Linked DNA regions of Ovis aries: region 2 is linked to region 1. The links are chromatin contacts, called in public Hi-C maps. All regions are on one chromosome and are shown on one strand. Each heading gives the region's core, a stretch centred on a gene start, on an enhancer-like site or on the middle of the called end of the contact. The rest is flanking DNA. Distances are from core to core; before and after follow the strand shown. Region 1 overlaps B4GALT5 (beta-1,4-galactosyltransferase 5). Region 2 overlaps B4GALT5 (beta-1,4-galactosyltransferase 5).

Region 1 (6,899 bases), core at 433-2,932:
TTTACAATTATACTTCTTCAAGAAGTGATTGTTGCATGTCTATTTCTCTTCCCCAAGCCCTCCCCTTCCACCCTCAATCCCCACCCAAAGCAGGTAATTTAGAAAAAAGAGAAAGAGAGGGGACACCAGAGATGTAGAAGGATGGTTGTGTGGAGTTTCCTTTTGCTCTTCCTAAAACACAGCTGCCCTGCGGCGGGTCTGCCTCTCTGCTCTGGAGGCCAAGCTGCCGCCCAGGCCGTTCTCGCAGGGGGAGAGGCTCCGGGGCGCTTCCGGTTCCGGTTCCGGTTGCGGAGGCCCGTGGCGGAGACAGGGCGACGACGGGGCGGGAGGCCGGGGAGGAGGGCAGCAGGACAGACGTCGGTCTTGTGAAAAGGGCAGGTCAGTTCCCGGCCGCCTCCCTCTACCCCGGCGGGTCCGGACGGGGAAGGCGTTTTTGTGCGTGTGCTCTGTTCACATTTTTTTTTCCTTGAACCCTGTGATCCTTCAGGAGGCGCTGGGTTTCCTGTTCTCTTCCCCTGGGGAGCGCCCCCCCCCCGAGACGCGTCCTGGGCTGCTGTCCTGGGGGCGGTGGGGGAAGCCAATGACTGTTCCCCCCTCCGCTCAGTACTCAGTCACCTGAGCCAGCTCGGGTGTCAAGTTGACGGTAATGTTTTTATACAAGGCGTCGTACGTGACGTTCGCGAAGTAGTTCAAGTTGTTGAGGCCGTCCACCGCTTGCCGCTCCTTGGACTTCCTCAGCAGAGCGTACCTGTGAAGCAGGAACACAGGGGGCGGCTCTGAGCGAGGGGCCGAGCAGCACAACCCGGGGAGACCACGCTCCTGCCCGGCCCCGCAGGGCGGGGCATCAGCCGTTAGGCTCCTCCAGGCTGCGCGCCATTATCAGAACTGGAAACACCTCCTATTTCACGCGAGCCGTTGGACTTCATTTAACGCGCCTGCCCCTCGGCAGAGGAGGAAACCGAGGTTCACAATCCTAACTGGCTCGCCCGAGATCCCTGAGTGGGGAAGCGGAGGTAAGATGTTAAATGGGGGGACGAGAAAGTTCCATCTGTATTCAGTGCCCTCTTACTCCCCAGGAAAACAGTTCATGCAGTTGGATCGACTGTCGTGAAGACAGTCCTCCCAACAATTAACGAAAGACAGAAAGAGCCACTCCCAAGGACCTGGAGAGGCACGCCATCCACTCGCCTCTGCTCAGCCTGACCTGGAGTTTGTTTCACTGAAGGTTGGTACAGGGTGATAAAGCAGCTGCAGCCACACAGAGGCTCAGGGACACCCTTCCAGAACCGAGCTCGCAGAGAGGGTGCCAAACTCTGTCACATGAGCGTGAGTTTACATAGACTTTGACCCGAAAGGGTTTTTCTCCAACTCCCTGAAGGCTACAGCGCAGACAACTACAAAGCTTAAGGAGGAGGAGGAGTGATTTCCTGAAAAGATCTTATAATCACATTTTTCACCAATAGTATCATTTTGCCCCCAAACACCTGCCTCACACTTAAAGTGAGTGATAAACAGGAACTCTTACACAGCTGTCTGAACAAGACCTTGGAAGGGGTGAGGAGCAAGCCCAGGGACTGCAATGCTTGAGGACCCTGGAAATATAGGACTTTTGTATGAGGAATAAAAAAAACTGCACCAACCTTCCAAGAAACTGGACCTCTCCTCGATGGTGATGAGGAATGGACTTGTACTTCCCTGTGTCACCTTCCGGCCGACTCACAGAATAGCCTGCATTCTGGACTCTGTCCAAGACAAAGAAGATGGGTAAAATGATCAAGTCTGACAGGTGAGACCAAACCTATCCCAAGGCTGAGGAACGCCAAGTTGAACAACAGTGCTTCTTTTGCATCTATATATTCAAGTCACTTTCCCTCTGGATAAGTTCATGGTTTTAGAAAAGTCTACAATATGAAAAGTTTTGGAAAAAAAAAGAGAAATTAAAAATTCCGTAGGTTTGACATGGTGTCTCAGTGACAGGTACAACCATGTGGGTCCCCCTGCAGACAGGTGTACACATGCCCCCTCTGGGTCAGCTTGTTTGTTGTTTAGTTGCTAAGCCGTGTCTGACTCGTTTGTGACTCCATGGACTGTAACCCACCAGGCTCCTCTGTCCACAGAATTTCCCAGGCAAGAGTACTGGAGTGGGTTGCCATTTCCTTCTCCAGGGGATCTTCCTGACCCAGGGATGGAACCTGTGTCTCTTATGTCTCCTGCATTGGCAGGTGGGTTCTTTACCCTCTGAGCCACCTGGGAAGCCCAAAATGGCATAGTATCTGCATAAAACCCCCACAAATCCTCCGGCAGACCTTAAATCATCTCTGCCTCAATGCTATGTAAATAGTTGCTTGCAGGGAGCAAATCCAAGTTTTGATTTTTGGAACTTTTTGGAATTCCGCACCCCCACCCCCCCCCAATCCATAGCTGGTTGAATCCTCAAATTCAGAACCCACGGATATGGAGGGCTGACAGGGTGAAGATGTGTTCTCCCTCTCATTTGATAAATATGTATGAAATGCCTACTGTGTGCCTGGAATTGTGTGGGGGTGCTGGGGAAAACCAGTCACACATTCCTGGCCTGAGGGACTCCTTGCTGAGCTGGGGAAAGAAAAAGATGAGCCAGCAGAACAGATGTCCTAGGGGAGCCCAACTAGATTCAGAAACCAGTCAAACCAGTACAGAAAAGGTGCTCATCCTCACCAGGTTCCTAAGAAACCCAAATTAAAAGGATGAGATGCCATTTTTACCCATCAGACTGAGAAAGAATTGTCCAGGAGCTGCTGTGGTGAAATGGGGCACAAATTTCAATGGTCGTTTATATCCAAAAGCAGGTGGTGCGGTAAGAAAATTTGTACGCTTATGTACTGTTGGTCACAATACTTCTGCAATCTTTTCTGGAGGAAAATCAGACAATAACTATCAAAATTTTAAAAGTGCATTTACTTCTTGACTCTGCAGTTCTGCAACCAGGAAATTAACCTACAGAAATATTTGCTCATGTGAACAAAAGACGCTCAAAATTAAACAACACTGTTCATCAATAGGAGAGGATTAAAAATAAATTGCTATCTGTCTACACAAGGAAATACCACGTAATTATAATAATAATGAAATGGCTCTCTGTATTGACATGATTGGAAGGGGAGAAGGGATGTGTCTAGGTTGTTTATGTATGAATAGAAAGAACCATAAAGAAACTGCTTGTTCAAATGGCTACTTCCTGGGAAGGAAACAGGATAACAATGGGGATTAGGACTTATACTCTTTTGTTTATATGCGTGCGTGCATGCTAAGTCACTTCAGTTGTGTCCAATTCTTGGCGACCCTATGGACTATGAAAAAGATGAGCCAGCAGAACAGATGTCCTAGGGGAGCCCAGCTAGATTCAGAAACCAGTCAAACCAGTACAGAAAAGGTGCTCATCCTCACCAGGTTCCTAAGAAACCCAAATTAAAAGGATGAGATGCCATTTTTACCCATCAGACTGAGAAAGAATTGTCCAGGAGCTGCTGCCAAGCTCCTGTTCATGGAGTGGGTGGCCATGCCCTCCTCCAGGGGATCTCCTCGACCCAGGGATCAAACCTGCATTTCCTACGACTCCTGCATTGCAGGTGGATTCTTCACCACTGAGCCACCAGGGAAGCCCCTTTTGTTTATACACTTCTATATTATCTGAATTTTTACCAGCCTCCTCTGAATCCAAATTATACTCTCATTGTGATATATAGTCGTTCCTCAGTCTCCACGTGGGGGGACTGGTTCCAGCACCCTCCCTGCAGTTACTAAAATCTGAGGATACCCAAATCCCTTATGTAAAAATGGCATAGTTGCTGGGCTGCTGTTTAGTGGCTCCGCTGTGTCCAGCTCTTTGTGACCCCATGGACTGTAGCCCGTCAGGCTCCTCTGTTTATGGGATTTCCCAGGCGAGAACACTGGAGTGGGTTGCCTTTTCCTTCTCCAGGGGATCTTCCCGACCCATGGACTGAACCAGCATCTCCTGCACTGGCAGGTGGATTCTTTATTGCTGAGCCACCAGGGAAGCCCCTATTATTCACTTACTGTACAAAAATACTATTTGACACTACTCACACATGAGATTGTTCCTACAGACTTAAAATATGAGCCTTACCTGATGGCAAGGATAAATCTGTGTAAATATAACTCATATCTGACCTCTGGTTTGGGAAGGTTTCAGTGCAATGGGCTATGCATGTAAAGTACACACCAGATTTCTAAGATTTAGTAAGAAAAAAATGAATGTAGAATATCTCATTAATATTTTATATTAAAATAAATTTTATAGGATTGCATGTTAAAATGGTATTGTTTTGGATATACTGTGGTAAGTATAATTGTTAAAATATTTTTATTAATATAAAAACTTAATTTCACCTTTTTCCTTTTTAAAATCTTTCTAAATGGAGCTACTAGAACATTGAAAATTAAATACATGGGAATACCAGACCACCTGACCTGCCTCTTGAGAAACCTATATGCAGGTCAGGAAGCAACAGTTAGAACTGGACATGGAACAACAGACTGGTTCCAAATAGGAAAAGCAGTACATCAAGGCTGTATATTGTCACCCTGCTTATTTAACTTCTATGCAGAGTACATCATGAGAAACACTGGGCTGGAAGAAGCACAAGCTGGAATCAAGATTGCCAGGAGAAATATCAATAAACCTCAGATATGGAGATGACACCACCCTTGTGGCAGAAAGTGAAGAGGAACTAAAAAGCCTCTTGATGAAAGTGAAAGAGAGAGTGATAAAGTTGGCTTAAAGCTCAACATTCAGAAAACGAAGATCATGACATCTGGTCCCATCACTTCATGGCAAATAGATGGGGGAACAGTGGAAACAGTGTCAGACACTATTTTTTTGGGCTCCAAAATCACTGCAGATGGTGACTGCAGCCATGAAATTAAAAGACACTCCTTGGAAGAAAAGTTATGACCAACCTAGATAGCATATTGAAAAGCAGAGACATTACTTTGCCAACAAAGGTCCGTCTAGTCAAGGCTATGGTTTTTCCAGTGCTCATGTATGGATGCGAGAGTTGGACTGTGAAGAAAGCTAAGCGTTGAAGAATTGATGCTTTTGAACTGTTGTGTTGGAGAAGATTCTTGAGAGTCCCTTGGACTGCAAGGAGATCCAACCAGTCCATTCTAAACGACATCAGCCCTGGGTGTTCTTTGGAAGGAATGATGCTAAAGCTGAAACTCCAGTACTTTGGCCACCTCATGAAAAGAGTTGACTCATTGGAAAAGACTCTGATGCTGGGAGGGATTGGGGGCAGGAGGAGAAGGGGACGACAGAGGATGAGATGGCTGGATGGCATCACCGACTTGATGGACTGAGTTTGAGTGAACTCCGGGAGTTGGTGATGGACAGGGAGGCCTGACGTGCTGAGATTCATGGGGTCTCAAAGAGTCGGACATGACTGAGCAACTGAACTGAACTGAATGCGTCATATTCCTACTAGATAGTGCTAGTCTGGAGAGCCTAAGGGAGTGTTTCTAGAAGACATCAGAAGGGCAATACCTGTTCCACAGGTCGTCATCTTCTCCACCCCACCCCCAGAACGCATTAGGAAAGCCATTGATCTTCTGAAACTGTTCCACCGTTAAGCCGCTCACTCCGCCAAAGAACTCAGTATAAGGAAGCCTAAAAGGAGATGTATGGCATCAATTATCCGTGCATGAAAGGGTGTTCTCTTTTTCCCCCGTAGAACAGGCCATCTCATGGGAGAACTAAGTCTTAAGTAAAACAATAATCTGTGCTACTGCCCCGAACCACCTGAAATGGTTTCCTCGGGCCAAATGCATCAACCCGAGTAGCTAATTAAATTTCTTTTCTAACTGATTTTTTTTTAAAATCACAGCTTTATTGAGACAGAACTGACATGCCATATAACTTACCCATTTATTATTTTAAAAAAATATTTACTGATTGATTGGTTTGGTCTGAGTGTAGCAGGTGGGGTCTTTGATCTTTGTTGAAGTATGTGGGATCTAGTCTCCTGACCAGGGATCAAACCTTGGTCCCCCACATTGGGGGCATGGAGTCCCTAATTTACTTATTTAAGGTGTAAAATTCAATGGCTTTTTTTAATATATATTCATGGAGATTTGCAACCATGGCCACAATCAGTGTTAATCAATTTCATCACCGCCCCTCCCCCACCCTAGGAGCCTTGTGCCCATCATCAGCAGTCAGTCACTCATTTTTCCCTACTCTCCTCAACCCTATACAACCACAGTTCTTCTTTCTGTCTCTACAGATTTGCCTATTCTGGACATTTCATACAAACTGAATCATATAATACTCGGTCTTTCATAGCTAGTTGTCTTTCACTGAGCATAACACTTTCTAGGTTCATCCAGGCTGTCACATAGATCAGTACTTCATTTCTTCTTATTGCCAAATAGCATTCCATCATATGGATTGATATACTACATTTCGTTTATCCATTCATCAGTAGATTGCGATTCACACTGGAGCTAATTTGATTTGGTCATCCTTGCACCTTTCATCATCCTTCTAAATTTAACCTCTTTAATTAAAAGGAAATAATACTCACAGATACATATACTTATCCAGTTTAGTCGCAAAGTGCCTTGGCATCTGTCCACATCCATAATAGTTACGATCACTTTCTGGTATGTGATCCACGTCATGAAAAATGAGGCAGTCCCAGTCCAGGTCCTTCATTGCTTCTTGAAAACCCACATTAAAAAGCATCGCTCGATTAAAGGGTTGGGTGCCAACCTAAAAGAAGCAGAACTTTATTTTTAAAGGACTCTTGAAGAAGAATCTTTGCTGCCTCAGCCCTGCCTAAAAGAGAGCTTACTGAGAGATCACTGGGCCGGAAGGGTGGTGGGTCCTGCCTGGTTCATCA
Region 2 (6,567 bases), core at 3,733-6,232, 41 kb after region 1:
CATCGTTATGATTCTGCTTACATGCAGTACCTGGAATAGACAAACTCATAGGAACAGAGTGGAAATGTGATGACCGAGGGCCTGCACAAAGCGGGGCTGGGGACTTGCTTAAAGAGTGCAGTCTCTGGGATGATGAAAAGGTTCTGGATACGGACAGCGGTGGTGTCTGCACAATTCTGTGAAGGCACTGAATGCCGCTGGATTTTATACTTAAGGAGGTTACAACAGTAAATTTTAACTTTGCTTATATCACCACAATTTTTTAAAAGCCGTATGTAAAAAACCAGAATTATAACAATTAAATTATAGGTGATAAATAATAAACAGAACCAAAAGGGCAGAAGCTTTCTCTAAAACTCATTTAAGGTAACCAATGAAGGACTTTCCCTACTGTATACCACAGGGAAACATACTCAATATTATATAACAACCTATAAGCGAAAAGAATCTGAAAAAGTATACATACACACACACACACATATATAACTGAATCACTGTGCTATACACCTGAAACCTACAAGATACTGTAAATCAACACCTCAATAAAAATATTTTTTTAAACAATATTAAAATAAAATCCATTTAAGAGCTGACAGAGTCAAAACTCCCAAAGTGTCAAAACAGTGCAGACAGAGCTAACTGCTGTTATCACGCTGCTTTGCTTATCCAGCCTCAGGACCTCACATACCACATGTAAGTTCAGCCCGGACCACTCCCTGAACACCGTCCACGTCTCCACCTGGATGTCCAAACTCAACTGGTCCAAAGCCAAAGCACGGCCTTTCCCGCCCACAAACCTGCTCCACTGTGGCCCTCCTCTCCTGGTTAATGGTAACTCTACCCTTTCACCCTCCTCACCCCTTCACAGGCAGGGGTGTCAAGGCAGGCAGCAGCATCCTTTTGAAACAGAAGTCAAATGATCTCACTCCTCTCTGTTCAAAACCCTCTAGTGAATTCTCATTTCACTGAGAGAAGTCAAACTCCGGACAATGGTCTCCAAGGCTCTAAACCAGGAGTCAGCAAATGTTGGGGGCCACTGCCTGTTTCTATAAACCAAGTATTACCGGCACATGGCCAGCTGGTTTCTCTACTGTCTGTGGCTGCTTCAGCGCTACAAGCTGCAAGGCAGAGCGGAGTGGCTGCCACAGGGGCCGCAAGGCCTAAAACGCGCACACCTGGCCCTTCACTGAGTCAGCCGGCCCATCCCGGCTCGCAAAGATCTGCATCTCATCCTCACCCTTCTGCCAGCATCTTTTCACTCTCTGCCTCACTCGCTCTGCACCAGCCACGGCGGCTTCCTTGCTGTTTCAAGGGTACCAGGCAAGCTGACCCCTTGAAGCCCTGCCCAGGTGGCTCTCTGGTGGGGCTGCTCTGCGGCAGACAACCATGTGGCTTACTCATCCAACTCAGGCAGGACCTGCCTGAACCAGACTTCATTTCAAATGGCAATCCTCCCCTGCCTCAAAAAACCCTCATATATCCACGCCTTCCCCCCACCAGTTATCTTTCTCCATATCACTAATCATCTAATATGACTCATGATTTTCTCTTTTTTGTCTGATTTGACCGGTACACATTAGAACATCAGCTCCATGAGGGCAGAGATTTTTTTTTTTGGTTATGTTTTGCTCATTATCCCAATGTTTACAACAGCCTAGCATACCGTAGCAACCCAATAAAGATTTTGTTAAATATGGTTCAAAGAGTAGGTTTGGTACAGTTTGTTAGCCTATGGCCAAATTCAAGATTTCTGTTCTAATCGTTGGGGGTAAAAATCAAATAATTAACAAAAGAGATGGGGGGAAATTAGGATCCATACTTTAAAAGAATCTGAAACACAATATTGGCTTCTAACACATTTCAAATAGAGAGAAATACTTCCAAAGCTAAATTTCTCAATTAAAATAATCAAAACACCAGCCTAGAGTTTCAATTAAGTGATAAATACCATATGTGTGCACAATTCAAAACCTGTTTTAAGCTGTAAATCTCCAATTTATTCATATCCTATTAAACAATTTTTAAACTTCAAAAATCAACATCTTATACATTTCTGATTATTCTATTCCAATAGCCCATTAACATTGCTTTTCATTATCACCCTTTTAGCTGAGATGACCAGAACTAGAGGAAGAAAAATCCTGTTTTAAAGAAGATTAAAGAAATGATGTTTGCCCAAAACAAAAACCTAACAAAAAATCAACCAACCCTGTGCTAACGAAATTGGCAACTCTAGTTTTTAAAAGCAATATTTTAAAGAAGAAAAATGCATCCTGCAAGTAAAGTTAAAAATGTCAGAAAGATGGTAACTTTTTTCCCCCACTATTAAATATACCAAGGAAACCTGAAATCTGTAAGAACTCTAGGTTTTGAATTTATCAAGTAGCAAACCAGCCCTACAGGTAGAGGGTTTAACGAACAGTTTTGATATTTAACAACACTGGCATACGTGAAACGGAGAAGGCAATGTGGCACCCCACTCCAGTACTCTTGCCTGGAAAATCCCATGGACAGAGGAGCCTGGTAGGCTGCAGTCCATGGGGTCGCTAAGAGTCGGACACGACTGAGCAACTTCACTTTCACTTTTCACTTTCATGCATTGGGGAAGGAAATGGCAACCCACTCCAGTGTTCTTGCCTGGAGAAACCCAGGGACGGGGGAGCCTGGTGGGCTGCCATCTATGGGGTCACACAGAGTCGGACATGACTGAAGTGACTTAGCAGCAGCAGCATACGTGGAATGACTTAGAAGTAAGTTTGTATACAACAGATAAAAATTGCCAACTAAGAATGATTAAGGAAAGCAGTTATCTTAGAAATAAATTGTTTTCATCTCACAAAAAGCTAAGGTTCAGATGAGAAGCTGCAAATTATCTACACATAGATGTATTGTCTGGCTGATCAGATGTCTTCTGGTTTTCCTTTCACTTTCAAAGGTGATTTAACTGCCAGACAGTTTAGTGGTTAAAAGTAACAATTTCGGAAGAGAACTACCTAGGGATAATTCCCAGTCAGCTAAATGACCTTGAGCAAAAAAAACCACAAAACTGTTCTGTGCCTCAGTTTCTTCATCTATAAAATGATGATAACAATACTCCTATCTCATTTAGGATTAAATGAGTTAACATTTGTCACATACTAAGAATAAAGCCTAGAACATAATAAGCACTAGATTTATTTAAATATTTGCTATTACTATTATTCAATCCAGATTTCTAGATTCTCTTGAAATTTCCGTGCTGCGTAGCCTATTGGCTATCTCCCCTTTCAACAAAACACATCTTCTAAATTGACTCTAATCCTCACCAGGGCCTGTCCAGTCCTTACCAGCATTTATACCCTCTCATCTACCTGAAAAAGGAAAATACGTTCTAAAATCAGAATTTCATTGTGCCCAGCCTCCAAGGAGTTGCTTTTATATTCATTAACTTTTTAATCTAACCACTCATCAATATTTAAGCTTCTACTACAAAGCAATGGGGATCCAAATACATTAAAATGGGACTAGATCTTAGCATTTAAGAGCCTGGCCTCCAGAATAAGACAACCTGGGCTTGAGTGCTGACTTTAATCAAGGACTTCCTTGGTGGTCCAGTGGTTAAGAATCTGCCTGCCAGTGCAAAGGACACAGGTTCGATTCCTGGTCCAGGAAGATCCCACATGCTGTGGGCAACTCAGCCCATGAGCCACAGGCACTGAAGCCGGAGAACCCTGGAGCCAGTGACCCCTGACAAGAGAAGTCTGCACACTGAAACAAGAGCCCGGAGCACTGCAGTGAAGGCCCCGCACAGCCAAAAATAAAATTAACCATTTTAAAAAAAAGAACCATGGTCAAGTTACCTAGACTCTCTGTACCTCAATTTCCTTGCCTGTAAAATGAAGGAAATAACACCTACCTCATCAGGTAAGGAAGAGGAGTAGCACCCACAAAGCTCAAAGAGCAGGACTGTGGGTATGGTTAGCACTCACACGCTAGCTTAAAATTTCTTTTAATTAAAAAAAAAATTGGTGCCTGAACTGTTGGAGGCCACATACAACACCAAGAACATGAGCGTGCAAATTAATGATGTGCTGCGCAATATTATCAGTGCTGTAACAGAAAGCAATCAAGGCTTCCGTGTAGACTTAAATGACACACTGAAGAGCCACTTGTTCAAATAACGCTATCCCCTTTCTCTGTGAACAGAGAGGAAGCAAAGTGGGGTAGATCAGCCTTCCATTCAGCTAAGACCAATGGCTGAGTTTGGACCCCACTCGGCCGTGTGGTCTGCAGCTCAAGACTGAGCATCTCATAGGCCTGCTGAAGGATGGAAAGAATAAATCTCAGACTCCAAAGTTAGCGACTAGAACGGAGTGGGCCTTCCGTATGAGTCCCAATTGTTACTTTCGTAAGCCTTTTGTTTTAGGATAATCTTCCAGAAAAAAAAACTGTGATGATATTTGTGAGTTTCCACTCGAGTATTCTTTTTATCCATATTGTTATTTCTGATTGTGAAGAGAGGTAAATAACTTCTAAGCTGCCTTTAAAACCCAGGGTAACAAAGAAGATGATCATTCTGGGAAAGCCAGCACTTAAGCGCACTGCAGCGGGTCAATAAACTGACTTAACGAGTTTGTTCCGATGTGTCTGTTCAGATGTGTCGTGGTTTAAAGGCTGACTTGAGAAAGAGGCTGCAGGGCGTGTCCAAGACCTCGCCACCCCTTCCCCACGTGACCACCTGCGCCAGGAGCGGCAGCAGGTGTGCACTTGCTCTCCCCTCCACCTGCACCACAAACCCCGCGGCGTCCACAATTTCTCTGTTCGCAGAGCCCATCCCAACACAGCTACTTCCTAACCGACCAGAAATAAAACTGTGGCCCAGACAGACCTGCCTTTGACAACCGCAGGCACAGCAGTGGCTGGGCTCTCAAAGGTCAGGCTCTGAGTGGCCATCCAGAAGGCCGTGGGCTGGCAAAGGGCAGGGAGGAAAATGTTGGCTCCAAGCCTGCACCCGGGTGCTCCCCAGGCAATTAATTACTTGTCCCGTTCTTTTACGTCTGTCTGACTCCTAGCAGCTGCCTATCAAAAAGGTAAGGTGAAAATATCATTTTAAATAGTACAAGACAGATATTAGGGAACTCAGGATCGACATATCCAGGCAACAGCTAGAAAAGTACTGAAATAAAGGACAGCACTGTCCCAGGAATCAAATGCAGTTCACATTAACATTCAGAACTACTTTTTTTTCCTTTTTCAGACCCACTTCTTTAAGAGCTCTCAAAAACCTTCTGTCATAGACATTTCTGGATAGTTTTGAAAGCCTTTAAGAGAAAGAAAAGAGCAACCTCTGAACAGGAGGTTTAGAGTAATTAAGGTGAGAGCTGCTACAGGATATGCTTGCAGGAAAGAGGGCAGCCTTTGAGCACTGCCTCGGGACTTCTCTCCGAGGCGCTGAGCTGCTGCTGTAACAATCTTCTCTGACTCAGCACCTAAGAGGCTCGATGGGCAGGGAGTACCAGAAAAAAAGCCATGAAGAGCCTTGGCATCAAAGCAGAATGAACTGGAAAACAGGAAAGTGTCTGCAGAGTAAGAGAAAGAAGTAGCAAAAAGCTTAAGTCATTTTTGCCAGTGTCACAAAGTCCACTCCAGCTCACTATTCTTCTAAGCTGTCTTGTTACTTTTAACCCTTAGTTTCAGCCCTAATTCTGATCTCTTTGTGCCCTTTGTCCCTTAGATTCCAAAGAGCTTGTTTACATTCTGAGCAGACTCCTCTGGGTTAATTTGCTCCTGTCCGCTTAGACTGGCCACGTGTGAGATCACAGTGAAAACAGACGGCCACAGTACTGTTCTGCAGACGCCCAAGGGGAAGCCACACACAGGCTGGACCCCTTACCCTCACCTCCAAAGGCAAGGGTCTGTCTTCAAGAGTGACCTATGCTCCCAATTCACAACAGGCAAGCCAAGGGTGATAAAATCTATATATTCTTTTTCTTTTTTAGGTGGATGTTCTTATTTTTTATATTCATTTTTAATTGGAGGATAATCGCTTTACAATGTTGTGCTGGTTTCTGCCATACCAGGGTCTAAACCAGCCGTTAAGTACACTTATACCCCCTTCCCTCTTGAACCTATTTCTTCCTATAACCATTTAAGGGCCCCAGGGTCTACCACTGAATGATCAGGCAAGAATGCAGCTGGAAAACAGTTCAATGGTAGAAGACAATAACTCCAGTAAATCAAAATTCAATTCCACTTCTCTGGCAAAACATCTAATTAGGACAACTCCACCCTCCTCTTAGACCAGTGGCTTTCAACCAGGAGTGACTTTGCTCCCCAGGGGACACCTGGCAGCATCTGGAGACATTCTGGGTTGTCACAGCTGCGGGAGGTGGTTGCTAGGGGATCTTACTAAGTAAAAGGCCAGAGATGCTGCTATACATTCCACACTGCACAGAACAGCCCCCAGCAACGAAGAATTACCCAACCCAGTATGTCACTGGTGCAGGTACTGAGAAGCTCTGCTTTAGATAAACCATTTAACTTGTCTGTGCCTAAGACTAACACTTATAAGTGTTATAAAACACTTAT

Evidence for each region. Hi-C and Micro-C count contacts between places; a contact is called where the count stands out from the background.
Region 2: a contact with region 1 is called in a Hi-C map of liver, with 4 times the contacts expected there. The contact joins two enhancer-like sites. A contact is called at or near these places in 4 of 16 Hi-C or Micro-C datasets (blood and liver).

What each region holds. Positions count from the first base shown.
Region 1 is chr13:77,765,894-77,772,792 of ARS-UI_Ramb_v3.0, forward strand. It overlaps B4GALT5 (beta-1,4-galactosyltransferase 5), which reads right to left. Exons shown (of 9, transcript XM_012189329.4): 6 at 6,582-6,769; 7 at 5,543-5,665; 8 at 1,641-1,742; 9 at 1-748. The coding sequence ends at 601. Among named protein-coding and RNA genes, the nearest start is that of B4GALT5, 69 kb to the right of the region's middle. Within about 2 kb of position 1,683, at least 8 of the 54 cell types and tissues checked have an H3K27ac peak or open chromatin away from gene starts, as enhancers often do. A contact at or near this core is called in liver, where this site is marked.
Region 2 is chr13:77,803,824-77,810,390 of ARS-UI_Ramb_v3.0, forward strand. All of the region lies in intron 1 of B4GALT5 (beta-1,4-galactosyltransferase 5), which reads right to left. It overlaps LOC121816247 (a long non-coding RNA gene), which reads left to right. Exons shown (of 4, transcript XR_006055743.2): 4 at 1-6,567. Among named protein-coding and RNA genes, the nearest start is that of B4GALT5, 31 kb to the right of the region's middle. Within about 2 kb of position 4,983, at least 13 of the 54 cell types and tissues checked have an H3K27ac peak or open chromatin away from gene starts, as enhancers often do. A contact at or near this core is called in liver, where this site is marked.